Linked DNA regions of Hordeum vulgare: all the other regions are linked to region 1. The links are chromatin contacts, called in public Hi-C maps. All regions are on one chromosome and are shown on one strand. Each heading gives the region's core, a stretch centred on a gene start, on an enhancer-like site or on the middle of the called end of the contact. The rest is flanking DNA. Distances are from core to core; before and after follow the strand shown.

Region 1 (4,201 bases), core at 632-3,131:
TCGTAGTGCACTCAATGTACTATCTGCGTCCCTAAGTTTAGATTATATTGATGACTTCAACATGGCTCGTGACAAGCTATATGAAGTTTTTGCTAAGTATGAGCAAAAATATTCCGGAGTTCGAATGCAGCGACCTCCACCAGCACCTACTGCGGGTAAAAAGAGAGGAGCATGGAGCAAGATCTTTGGTTCTTCTTCTTCGTCCTCCTCTATCGCCGGAAGCTCTTCTACTTCATCATCTTCGATTCAAGCTGCCGGGGAGTTATCGAAGTACCTCAACAATGACAAAGTCATGTTCGATTTAGATAATGAGGAAGAGTTCAACATACTGCAGTGGTGGCAAGAACACAAACGTACATTTTCGATGCTTTCCATATTAGCACGTGATGTGTTATCGGTACCCATCTCTACGGTGTCATCGGAGTCTGCTTTCAGCCTTGCTGGAAGAATAATTGAGGATAGAAGAACTAGTCTCACCCCTGATATGGTGAGAACACTGATGTCCGTGAAAGATGGGGAGCTATCAAGAAGGAGAGCCCAACACACTGCAGGAAACATGGAACTAATAGGTATGTTTAAAGACATGTGCTTTGACGAAGACTCGGCATTGGACCTATCGGTAGATTAGTGGTGTAGTGTACTCCTTTTCTATTTCTTTTGTAATTTTCTTATCTTTTTGTAATTTTCTTTCCTTTTTGTAATTCTAGAGCGTGGCTTTGCACTCTTTTACTTCCCAGGGATGGAAGGTTTTAATGAGGCAGCCACTAAAAAGTTTAAGATTTATCCCACATGCTACATTGTCTATCGTGCCTATGGTGCCATTTTTTGGCTATAAAAAGGGATGCCAAGTTTCTCATTTCTAACTCCATCTCATTGTACACACTACACACACAAACATGGCTGATGCCAATCAAAACTGGCTTGATGCTATTGTGAGGCGTCGGCACGCAATTTAGAATTTCTACGATGAAGAAATAGTTAGAGATGAGGATGGTCTCCCCCAGGTTTTTGCAAAGCGCCAACAATGTGATAAGAAGTTGTTCGTGGAACAAAATACGGGAACCGGCCACCTGCTGAGGCACGTAACAGCACACGTGAAGGAGGCAGCGGACGCCGCCGACGCGACGGCTATAGCGCAGGCACTGCAGGGCAAGGTTGAAGGATTTCTAGAAATCCAAAGCATGGCATGTAATGTAGGAGTAGTATTTGTATTTTTTTCCCTTTCTCTATCTTTTCTTCTTTTTGTATTTCTACTTTTCTAGAGAATGACTTGTACTCTTTTATTTCTTTAAGATGGAAGGTTTTAATGAGGCAGACGTTAATAAAACTCTAAATTTATTCCATATGATACTATGTCAAAGTATATATTTTTTGGATTTTTTTTTTAAAGAGTAAACGTGCCACGGGCTAGCGTGTCTCAGCGTACCGCGGACCGACCCGATTACGGAGCGTGTCATATTTGGGCATGATAGCCTGATACGCGGCCGGCACCGCACGGCTGTTTACTGATCGGGGCACGGCGTGCCGTGGCGTGCCAGACCCGATTCTGACAGGCCCGGCCGGCCCGTTTGGCAGGTATTTGTTTTGAGCAATTTTCTCACCATAACACTCACCGGTGGACCACTGGGTGGAGAATACTCCGTCTCCCTGCCTAAGTGGCAGAAGGAAACGGTCAACACCGGCGCACGGCCGAGCTGGTACACCACGCCCAAAAAAATCGCACGCCCGGTGCCGCCGCACGGTCGCTGCCGCGGTGCGGGGTGAGGCGAGCGCGCGCCGAGCTCATGGCTGTACGCCCCCGCCGCTTCCCCGCACGCAACCGCCTCGCGCCTCCTCCTCTTCTTAAGTCTTAACGCGCCCCTCCCTCCCTCCATCAGTCCACTCCCCCAACCCCCCTCCCCCCTCCACCGCAACGGAACCATGGCTCTCGCGGCCGCCGCCGTCGCCGCCGCGCGCCCCTCCCCGACCGGCTTACCCCGACCGTTATGCCGCGCCTCCGCGCATCCGTGCCGCCCTCGGCGGTGCCGGCTGGAGGCGAGCTTGTCGGCCTCCACGCCGGCGCCCGCGCCGGCGACAGCGGACGAGGGGGCCGCCGCGGGGCCGTGCCCCGTGGTCAGGTTCGACATGGCCGACTTCACTGTCGCCGACCGCGTCAGCGTCGGGCTCCACGGACGGGTTGGTGTTTAGCCCCACTGATTCGGTCGCGCTTCTCCCTCGTTGCTAATACTCGGCGATTTTCCTTTTCTACTACAGTCCGATGAGATGCTCTTCGAGGCCACGGTGCGCGATCCTAGCAGGTCAGCGGCATGGAACACACTTGGATAGTACGAATTCTTTGAACGCACAATCATTACCTTCTCCTTATTGTTATTTTTGATTGAATTCAGTGAGCTGTACGGGTCGACGGTGGTGTTGCGGCAGCTGACTAGCTCACAGGCGAAACGGAGGGGCCGGCGCGCGCTAGAGGTGGATTTTCTCTCTCTCTGTTAAATTGCTGCTGTTTAGTGCGTTTGGAATATATGGGGAACTATCTGGCTGAGCTCGACTGGGCTGTGTGTTCGTGTTATCACAGGTGCTCAAGAAACTGGCCCGTCGCCAGATGATGTACCATTCTTACGCGATGCAGGTCCATGGCTACGTTACTCCGAGCAAGGCCATGGAGGAGGGTGACGCTCCGCTTGTCTTGGTGCATGGGGTTAGAGCTTTTGCCTTATTTCGTCGAGCTGATCTTGTTTTAAGTTAAATGTGGAAGTGACATTTTTCATGATCTGGGCCTGGTTGCATTATGGCTGTGCGCTCATTTTCATGTCAGGGCCTGCCTGGGTTTAGCCGTTTAGGGGTGTTTCTAGTCTAGATGTAATTGCTACTTTAGGTTTGTTTGTTCTTGCTGGATTGAGCGATGTGCTGCTATAATCAGTATTTTACAATAAAAAATGTTAATGCAGTACCATGGGAGCTACTCCTTGCGTCACTGGTTGCAACTCTCGGATTGGCTTCCAACCTTGGAAGCAACATTAGCATTGGATGAAGAACAAGTGAGGAGGGTAGGAGATGATTCGGTTGGAGGGCCTGCTGTAACTCGGCAGCTGCGATTAATCAGGATATTGATGAGAGACCTTCTGATTGGTGTAAGTTTCAAGAGTTAAAGACTTTTTAATGTATTCAGTTACCAGTGTATCTAGATTGAAGATATGTCTTACTTTATGCAGGTAAATTATCTGCATAGCCATGGAATGGCTCATACTGAGCTTAGGCTGGAGAATGTTCATGTCAGCCCAGTAGACAAGCATGTCAAAGTAAGCACCATTTCCTTTTATTCTTGTTTACACAAGTGGTTGTATTATGTCCTTGTAAAGTTGTAATCATGCTTAGGTTACTGGGAACGTTAATAAATCAATATCGTTTGGCCCATTTCATGTTATACAGTTGAGCTATTAAAAATAACAATCCCGTTTCATCACGATTTTGCATCAGCGTGTATTAATCATTTCCGTTTAACAGTGTATTTATAACTTGATTTCCTGACATAAGTGAGATCGTGCTTAGTATAACTCTGTAGTATATTTTCTACTCTGATGTATTGATTGATGGCAAAAGTAATATGTGATCCTACATTTCTGCTCTGTGCTTTTTCTGAATCATGCATATGAAAGGAATTAGCTGTTGTCTCAGATAAATATTCAGTGAGGCGTTTCGATCAAGCCATTCCTCGTGTGAATAACCGAGTACGACATTTGATCTGCATTCTTTAAGCATGCCGGTGTACATAAGTGCACTTGTATCACTCGCCACATGTGTATTCATCTTGTTAAGGTACACAGTATTTGAATTGAAAACCTGACCGTGGAACCAGGGAGTGATCTCCTTGCTAATCTAAAATAAATAAATTTGAATCAAACCAGACCATAAAGGTAATGCATGATTAAACCCTGCGAAGTTTGCACATTCTGAGTGTCCCAGTGTTCCGTAGCCGTTATTTCATCTAAAGTTAACATGGTCGATCATTTTTGTATTTTGTTCATCTTTTTTAGGTTGGTATTCTTGGGAATGCTGTTGATTTTCATGACAATGATCCCAGCAACAGTACAATAGCAAGTAACAACGAGAGGCGGAAAATGATGATAGCATTTGACATGAGGTAGGTTTGTGAGCTTTTGTTTACAGTTACAGTAGTTCATAGGTACACATATATGCTACGTAT
Region 2 (4,201 bases), core at 432-2,931, 180 kb after region 1:
TTTTGTCATACGATTAGCATTTGGTAAGGTGTGTAGTTTTGTATTAAGATTCTCTATTACTTCTTGCTAAGAATGCTAGCTTTGGCGCAAACTACCCTAGCACATAGATTAATAAGCCAAATAAAATGCTACTAGTCACATTTTTTAAGGGAACCACATAGTTATTTGGCAATTAAAATTTATCAAACACAAATATTTACGGTTATTGTTGGATGACGGACTTACGCATCCGCCTTCGTGGACTGACCCCCCGTCCGAGAATGATATGATTTTTTTTACAAATCACTAGCAAAAGGGTCTGTGCGTTGCAATGGGAGAAAGAAATACCACACACTCTTAATTTATAAAAAATAGTCTATAATCTAAGAATTTGTAGTTACGACACAAACAAAGATGATCTTATCCTATAAAAATGCAGTTCAAAATTTCACAGGTCTTCTATTTTAACACGGCTTGCATGTAGATTTAATACGTACAAAGAATCAGACAAGTGACCTTCAGTTTCATCTCCAATCCTGATTTTATTAACGTGTTCATCCCCAATCCGAATAAGTAACGATATGAAAGAAAGACTAACAATGACTTATTTATTAAGGTTGCATCCTAGACAGTATTTTTATTAAATGTTTAACAGTAAAATAACATCATATTTAAATTCTACATATTTTTCTAATAAAATTTCATATATAATATGTTGAATTTGAATTACGGTTTAGAAGATATGAGTATTTTAAAAAAACATTTAATATATACTACGGGTTTAATGTTAAAAGCATCAGGGGATTTTTTATAAAATAGCATGACAGACTAAGAATATCTATTTTCTTTATTAGTAGGTATAGATTGTTGGAGATGCCCTTACACCAACAAACTTACTCAATGAAAGAGATTCTGAACACCTGCAAGCACTTTCCATATCTTCTGAGTTTTTTTCTTCAAGCATGACCGGATTAACAAGTAATCTAGAAGTCCCCTAAGATATGGCACCTTTTTTTTTTGCAGTCTTATTACACTGTTTATCGTCAGCGACAAATAACCGTCCACGTGATACTTGATGAAATCCACGTTTTAAATTAGTACTACTTCCAGTAATAATAATATCACGTTGACACGCAACTCCTACCTGACAGGGCCACACAGCCACCGTAATGAATGCATAGCGGTTTAAATCAAAATCAAGCCAAGCCATCCACACAGTTTAAATTAAGTCAAAAATCCAACAGGATCGCTTCAATATGCAGCGCATACCTTTTTTGGGCATTCACTGTCATTTAAGACCAGGTGCAATCATCTGGAAATCGCGTCAACCGTTTTGTCCAGAAACAAAAGAAAATTGGAGAGCTTTCCTCAAAAATAAAATAAATCTTGGAGAGCTGAAAGCTGATGCCACCAATATCCCTGTTCGCAAAAATGCCAGGTCCATGTAAGTAGATACGTGTGGATGAGCGACCGCCCGAGGAGTCTCGACAAGGAGAAGGTCGGCCGTTCCGCGCACCGGTCACCTGCCCCACCAACCAGCGGCCCGGCCCGTCCTCCCACTGTCCATGCCAGCTGCCCCCACCGCTCTCCGCTGCACCCACCCACCAATATTTGTTCTCAAAAAAGAAAAAAAACACACACCAATATTTCTGTCAAGGAGTGTTGTATTTAGGCCCCCGTCTCCACGCCTCTTGCCATTTCGGTCCATTCCGAAGCGTAGCAACTAGCAAGGCAGGCAAGGCAAGGCAAGGCAAGGCTTGGAGCGCGCCGCTACCGGAGCAAGCAGGAGGGATGGCGGAGATGCAGCACGTGGTGAAGGTAGAGGAGGGCCGCCCGGCCGCCGACGGCCGGCCCTCGGTGGGGCCCGCCTACCGGAGCGCCTTCGCCCGCGACGGCTTCCCGGCGCCCGTCCCCGGCCTGGACAGCTGCTACGACATCTTCCGGTGAGCTCTCCCTCCTTGCTCCTCCGGGCTCCCCCCCTGCTTGCTTCATCATTTGCTCCGTTGATGAGCGGTGGGGGAGCCCGGACGGCTCCTGGATTATTTCTCTTTTCGGCGGCGTCAGTCAAAGGATTGAATCCGGTGGTTCTGTTCACGCGTAGTGGGTGGCATGCGGAGGATCTTTTCCTCCATTTATTTGTTTGCGGTTATTTGTCGCTGTCCTTGCTAGTACTCCTGTAGTACACGAAACCGGGATTTGATATGCCTGATTCTCGTATGCCTCCCGTCCAACTACTTGCATGAACCCTATTCTTTATGGCATTTATGTCAGTTTGCTTGCGTATGCTAGCCCTCGGGATCTGTCCCCCACGCCCTCGACAGAATAGCCCAACTCTGCATTTATCTGATTTTTTTCTCTTTGCATTTCGGCTCCGAAATCCAGTTTAGTTACTCTGTTAGTTAGTTGGGCAGTTGTATAGACTCTCTCTTTAAATTCCCTTGAATTCTGGATCAGTACGCTTTTTCTATGGAGTGATAATGTTCTTCAAAGCAGAGGAATAAAGTTAAGATTACTAGTTCGAACTCAGCAGTACTATTTCCTGCTCCTTCATGGCCCACTAAAACTGTTAATCAGCTGTGAAAAAAATCAAATCGCTGACCATGCAAACCTGTCATCAAATTGAGTTCAGTTTCTCCATAGTCTTGTGTGGGTGGGAACGCTGATGTCATATTGGTCAATAGTGTCTGGTTTGTTCCGGGTTAGTTAACGAAATTAACCGAGCAAGTTGGTTCGTTGCATTTTCACTGTTGACTTGCTACTAAAACTCTTAAATCTGGCGACCTTTTGTCCTACTGAGCTTATTTAGTTTTGAGTGTCAATGATGTGTGCTCATACACAGAATGGCAGTGGAGAAGTATCCAAACAACAGAATGCTTGGTCACCGTGAGATTGTTGATGGGAAGGTACCATTTGGTCGATTATTTCAGTTGGTCGATTACAACTTATACCCCCCCTGGAATATAAAAACAGTAGAATTCTTGCTAAAGTATTATTTTGTGTGATATAAACAAATAGGCTGGTGCATACGTCTGGAGGACATATAAGGAGGTGTTTGGCATTGCAAATAAAATCGGTAACTCTATTAGGAGCTGTGGACTCACCAAGGTTTGCTCTCGTTTCTCATATATTTGCTATTCTATTAACTCTAATGCTAATTTACTTACAATAGTTTCCAGTGAGGTTATATGTTTTCTCATCTTGAATGAACACATGAATTAAACATTATGTGAACTTTTTATTAGCTCAGGGGAGTCACTTTGATGTTTCATGATTAAGGTTATTTCATGCTGATTACAAAAGTTTAAACTGGATAATTTTGCAGGGCAGTCGTTGCGGTATATATGGTGCCAATAGCCCTGAATGGATTATCACGATGGAGGTAAAATCTTGTTCTACTGGTGCAGCATTTAATTCATTCTTGTAACAAGTAACTATTTTTATCGTGTTGGACTTCTGGAGTTTTCCTTAACCAATCAAGATTACTATGCTTGTCATGTATCTCTTACAAACTTAATTCACTTGCAATCTCTATCCCCTGCAGGCTTGCAATGCGCATGGAATCTACTGTGTTCCATTATATGACACTCTTGGTATATATCCTGACATCTCCATTTTATGACATTGATGGGCTTGCAGTACGCCCCTCTTTCAGTTTTTGTTGTTGTTGCGCACCAAGGAATTGTACACTTATTGAGAAGTGGGTCTCGATATTCATATGCTTTGCACTATTTAAGATTTCTGTAATCATGATCAAGTGAAGATCACATCTTAAAAAAAGAATGAAAAGCCCCACCACATCCTTGAAACATGTGGCAAACAAGTAATCTAATATCTGAGCAGAGCACTATGCAATTGAACATTCTTAAGTACAGATCCTTTTCCCCAGTTGGTACATCACAAACATATAAAAGAAACAATACTGATGGTACAGTTCAACCTGCTTATTGACAATGCTCTTTCTGTAGGGGCTGGTGCGATAGAGTTTATTTTGTGCCATGCAGAAGTTGAGATTGCTTTTGCAGAGGAAAAGAAAGTTGCAGAGGTTTGTTTCCTTCATCATCTCATATGTAGAATTTGTATGCTTGCGATGTCCCATGAACTTCTCTTTTCAATACTTGGTATTCATGCCTTTGCCTGGGGGATGATGCATTGATGCATGTTGACCCAATGACCCCTATTTGGTCGGTAACTTAGGAAAGTGGAAACACTACAAAGCAGTATA
Region 3 (4,201 bases), core at 1,201-3,700, 140 kb before region 1:
GGACTAGAATCAACATTTTCTTGATGTCTATGTTCAGACCTTGCTCTCTCAATCAGAGAATCGAGTCGGCCACTGCCTGAAGATTTTTCCAAATTTCCACGTTGCTCCCGTGTGTTTGGAGTTTTCAGATCATAATGGTCATCATTTTCCTCAGGAGGTCTTTTTCTACCTCTATTTTCCTTGTACCTACTGCCATACTCGTCATAACGATCACCGTCTTGAACTATATCTTTTCTGTAATGGCCCTCTGAAATTCGGTGCCCATCTTTTGTGCTCTTGTAATCAACCCTGTCACTTCCATGATCTCGGATCATGCGCTCATCCAGATACTTGTCATCTTGTTGTCGCTTATCCCTTTCATAATCATCCTTGTACTTCTGTTTATACTTCTCATCATCAAACCTTTGTTCCTTAGAGCTCCTAACCTTCCCATGATCATACCTGGACAGAGTCTTCCGGTCATCAATGTCTCTATTGTCAATTGGCCACTTATCTTTGTCTTCCGAGTCGTCTTTACGTCGGCTATGTTTATCAGTCTCCCTATCAGGGTTACTGTGTCTCTCTTTAGCTGGAGTATCTGTTTCAAAAACGTGCACTTTTAGGAACCAACATAAGGAAGTTAGAATATTATGAAACAGTAAAAAACATTTAAAGGTAGGCAGGAAGGAACAAACAGAACAAGTAAATTAACTAACTAAAATGGTAATTTGTTCACAACTTCACACCTGTTCCAAAATGGTAATTTGTTCACAACTTCACTGCTGAAAAATATGATTTCAGAAAAAATATATAAGCCACTCGCATAAGTTCCAGAAGATCAGCATATAAGCAAGGCAAAGTTTAATCATATGAATATAATAAGATTAAGGTATGCTAAGGAAGTCTCGAATCAGCTCTCCAATGCTAATATCCAATGATATTAACGTTATTAGATTTGTACGGTAGGACAGGGTTTTTTTACAGCAGTTTGGTTAACCAAATAGTATGATGGATGGAATCAAAGCACAAGAAAATACAAAGACTAATTGAAAAATGGACTCTTTGCAACCAAGTACATACGAAACAGTAAAGTTCAACACTTATCATCTTATGGAACCACTAATATTCGTTTTACAATTAAAATGGTGGTGGAGGAAAGCAGCACAAGTCCAAGTCGGAGTATAAAACAAGTACTGTGTTACGCAAATTAAAGCATGCATAACTAAACAGTAACACAGGTAGCTGGAATATTATCAGCATTGTCGGGAACACTTCAACCCAGGGTTACCTTACCATTGATCTCTATGTGCCTCTTGTATGAGTAACCATCATCCTCCCCTCTACTAGTCTTCGATCCATTCTTCCTGGCACTGCCATCTTCATACTTCTCATGCTTCGAATCATAGTCTTTCTTGTCCCTCTCCCTATCCTTTTGCCTCTCGCGCTCCCGTTCCCTGTCACGCTCCCGCTCTCGTTCCCTGTCTCGCTCTTTATCCCGCTCCCTCTCCTTCTCCTTCTCCCGTTCTCTCTCCTTCTCCTTCTCCCGTTCTCTTTCCTTCTCTCTCTCCCGACCCCTTTCCCTCTCTCTCTCCTTCAGTCTCTCCCATTCTTTCTCCCTTTCCCTCTCCTTTTCTCTGTCTCTCTCCCTATCCCTATCTCTGTCATCCTTATGCTGCCCACTGCTCTCCCTCCTCCCTGGGTCCTTCTCCTTCTCCGACCGCCGCTTCCCAGAATCACTCTTCGACGCAACCTCCTCAACCTTCTCATCCGATCCGACCGTCCGTCTGCTTGACCTCTTGGGCTCATCCCCTGAACCCTTGGGCTTCTCCACCAGCTTCTCTACATCGACGGGCCCAAACACCTCACTCTTAGACCTCTTCTCGACCAAGTGATCCTCACACACGCCGCTGTTCCACCTGTCGCTGACCACATCCACCACCGTCTCCTCGACCCTATCCTTCCTCTTCTTCCCGTGCTCCGAGTAGCCGTTGCCCGAGCTCACCAGCTCCTTGGCCGATGACGACCTGCGCCTCTCTGGCTCGGGATCTCGCGGAACCCTAGCCACGGCCGTGGTCTCCTCCCGCGGGCCAGGGGCGCCAGCATCCTCGCCCTCGGACTCCGACGAGCCGCCCCGCCTGTGCGAGCGGTGCGACCTGTGGCGCGAGCTCCGGGGCATGGTGGGGCCAGCCAGGAACCCGCCTCGAATCGCACCGCGTTCGGTGCGGCGGCGAGGATGCGAGGGAAGCAGGAACCCTAGGGCGCGCGAGATCCAGGGGATCTAGGCGGCCGTCGTGGCGGCGGAGAAGGGAGGGGGGAGGGAGTGGACCCTGGCCCCTGGGCGGCTAGGGTTTTGGTGCGGTGGGGAAACAGGGTGGGAGGAGTGGTGGCGGCGGCGACGACGAGTTCGTGCGTGGAGAAAATGGTTCAGTTTTGTTTCGTTCGGCTTTGGATTTGGAGGGGGTTTGCGGTTTGGTGTGGTGCGTTCGTCTCGTTGGCCCGGGGGCTGGTGGGTTGCTTGCGTTTGCGTGCGGCCGTAGGATCGCCGGGGTGGGATTAGACACGAGAGTCGATGCACGTCGCCCGCGGGTCCTTCGGTAGCTCGCCGGGCTTCTTTTTCCTTTTTCAAGTATATCTTCAACACCCGTCCAACTGTGGCGTGTTAAAAATATTTTATAGCGTTGAAATGATAGATTTTAATGCGCCGGAGAGCGCTGGCTTCAACGACAGCCGTAAAAAATAACGCGTGTGAGCTGTTTCAGCAGGCGCGCTAAACTACAGCGCGCGAGCAGCTGGCGCTTGCAATATATTATTTTTTATAAGATGTGATATTTCAAACATCAAAATAAGACATGGCATAGTTTAAAATCACTCAACCAAGTTCATCATGACATAAAAGTTCGAAGACATCCCTAGACACTTGCAACCATGTATTGCATAGCAAGACGTCTTCGTTCATGGTGTAGCTGCCCGCTCTTTCTTTCGATGCACCAACAATACCCTCACCATCCTCGTCCACCTCAAACTCATGATCATCGAAATGCACCTCAGTTGATAGAGGCGAGGGTCCCGATCTTTCGATGAGATGGTGGTTATCGATTTGGTGGAGACGACTTTGACGATCCGACTATAAACGTGTACGACGTTGCACCTTAGCAATCGCTAAATTAACTCCAAAAGGTTATTGACCATGCCGGAACACGATCAACCTGACCACAAAGGTCTCTTCCTGCAAGCAATCGAAGAACAAGTAAGAATATGATAAAAGCAATCTGAATATTGCGAATATATATAAAGTATTGATAAGAGTGGGGATCCGAAAGCGGTCTTAGTCTCGTTGTTGGACACAAACGAAGTTGCAATGACTAATTTTTAACTAAACAAATCCCAACCAAAATACTACTAGGTTGACATATTTATATAGGAGCAAGGGGTGTCGGCCAAGGAGGTGGGAGGACGTTCAAGGCAGCCTAAAACTAACCCTAGGTCGTACAAGGTCTATGGGCCCAAGTGGAGGTGATGCAACACTTTTGGACTTGTAGTTTGACTCGAATTTTGATGCAACGTCGGATTATTTCGTCAATGTCTCCACGTTCCGAACGAATTTTAAGGTGATTCCAATTGGGCCGAAACGTACATAAAATATACTTTCAAGCAAAAAAAGAATCACCCAATTCGGAGTCCGTATGAAAAAGTTGTTGACGTTTTGAGGCAGGTATGTCTGTGCAACCCGAATCTGAGTCCAAAACGTAAGAGACTTGGAATTCATCTTTCTCTTGGGCTAAAAATAACATGGGAGAAATTCTTAAACATCACATAATCATTTCCTTTGGTGTGAGAGGACTTCTTGAACAACACTTAATCATTTGCTCTTCCTTTTATCTTCACACGTGGTTCGTGCAAGCGTTCGACAGTTCTGCATTTAGGCATGGAATAAAAATAGGTGAAGTATTTTTGTTCCGGATAATATAAATAAATTATTTTATAATTATTATAAGAAATCACCTCACAAATATGCAAATATGAAATAATTTTGATCGTATCCAAGGTAGCCATGTCCTCGTCATCATTGGTTTGAGACCAATGAAACTTGTTGGAGCCAACACCCATAGTTGACATATATGTCTCATCATTGAAGCTACAAAGTATATACAACAAAACAAATAAGCTATGCATATGTATCCATTCAAAAAACAACAACGGAAAAAAGTGGACGAAATTTTAC

Evidence for each region. Hi-C and Micro-C count contacts between places; a contact is called where the count stands out from the background.
Region 2: a contact with region 1 is called in a Hi-C map of leaf, with 2.6 times the contacts expected there. The contact joins the promoter of LOC123444002 here to the promoter of LOC123444001 in region 1. A contact is called at or near these places in 5 of 6 Hi-C or Micro-C datasets (leaf, seedling and an unstated tissue).
Region 3: a contact with region 1 is called in a Hi-C map of seedling, with 5 times the contacts expected there. The contact joins the promoter of LOC123444000 here to the promoter of LOC123444001 in region 1. A contact is called at or near these places in 4 of 6 Hi-C or Micro-C datasets (leaf and seedling) and 1 of 1 datasets of contacts at active chromatin or transcription factors (embryo).

What each region holds. Positions count from the first base shown.
Region 1 is chr3H:405,407,321-405,411,521 of MorexV3_pseudomolecules_assembly, forward strand. LOC123444001 (probable plastid-lipid-associated protein 14, chloroplastic) reads left to right here and starts at 1,882. Exons shown (of 13, transcript XM_045120595.1): 1 at 1,882-2,175; 2 at 2,254-2,297; 3 at 2,388-2,466; 4 at 2,573-2,695; 5 at 2,946-3,128; 6 at 3,210-3,296; 7 at 4,032-4,138. The coding sequence starts at 1,921.
Region 2 is chr3H:405,588,348-405,592,548 of MorexV3_pseudomolecules_assembly, forward strand. It overlaps LOC123444002 (long chain acyl-CoA synthetase 4-like), which reads left to right and starts at 1,682. Exons shown (of 19, transcript XM_045120597.1): 1 at 1,682-1,922; 2 at 2,819-2,882; 3 at 2,995-3,084; 4 at 3,302-3,358; 5 at 3,521-3,569; 6 at 3,945-4,021. The coding sequence starts at 1,771.
Region 3 is chr3H:405,265,084-405,269,284 of MorexV3_pseudomolecules_assembly, forward strand. LOC123444000 (zinc finger CCCH domain-containing protein 13) reads right to left here and starts at 2,451. Exons shown (of 6, transcript XM_045120594.1): 1 at 1,273-2,451; 2 at 1-577. The coding sequence starts at 2,155.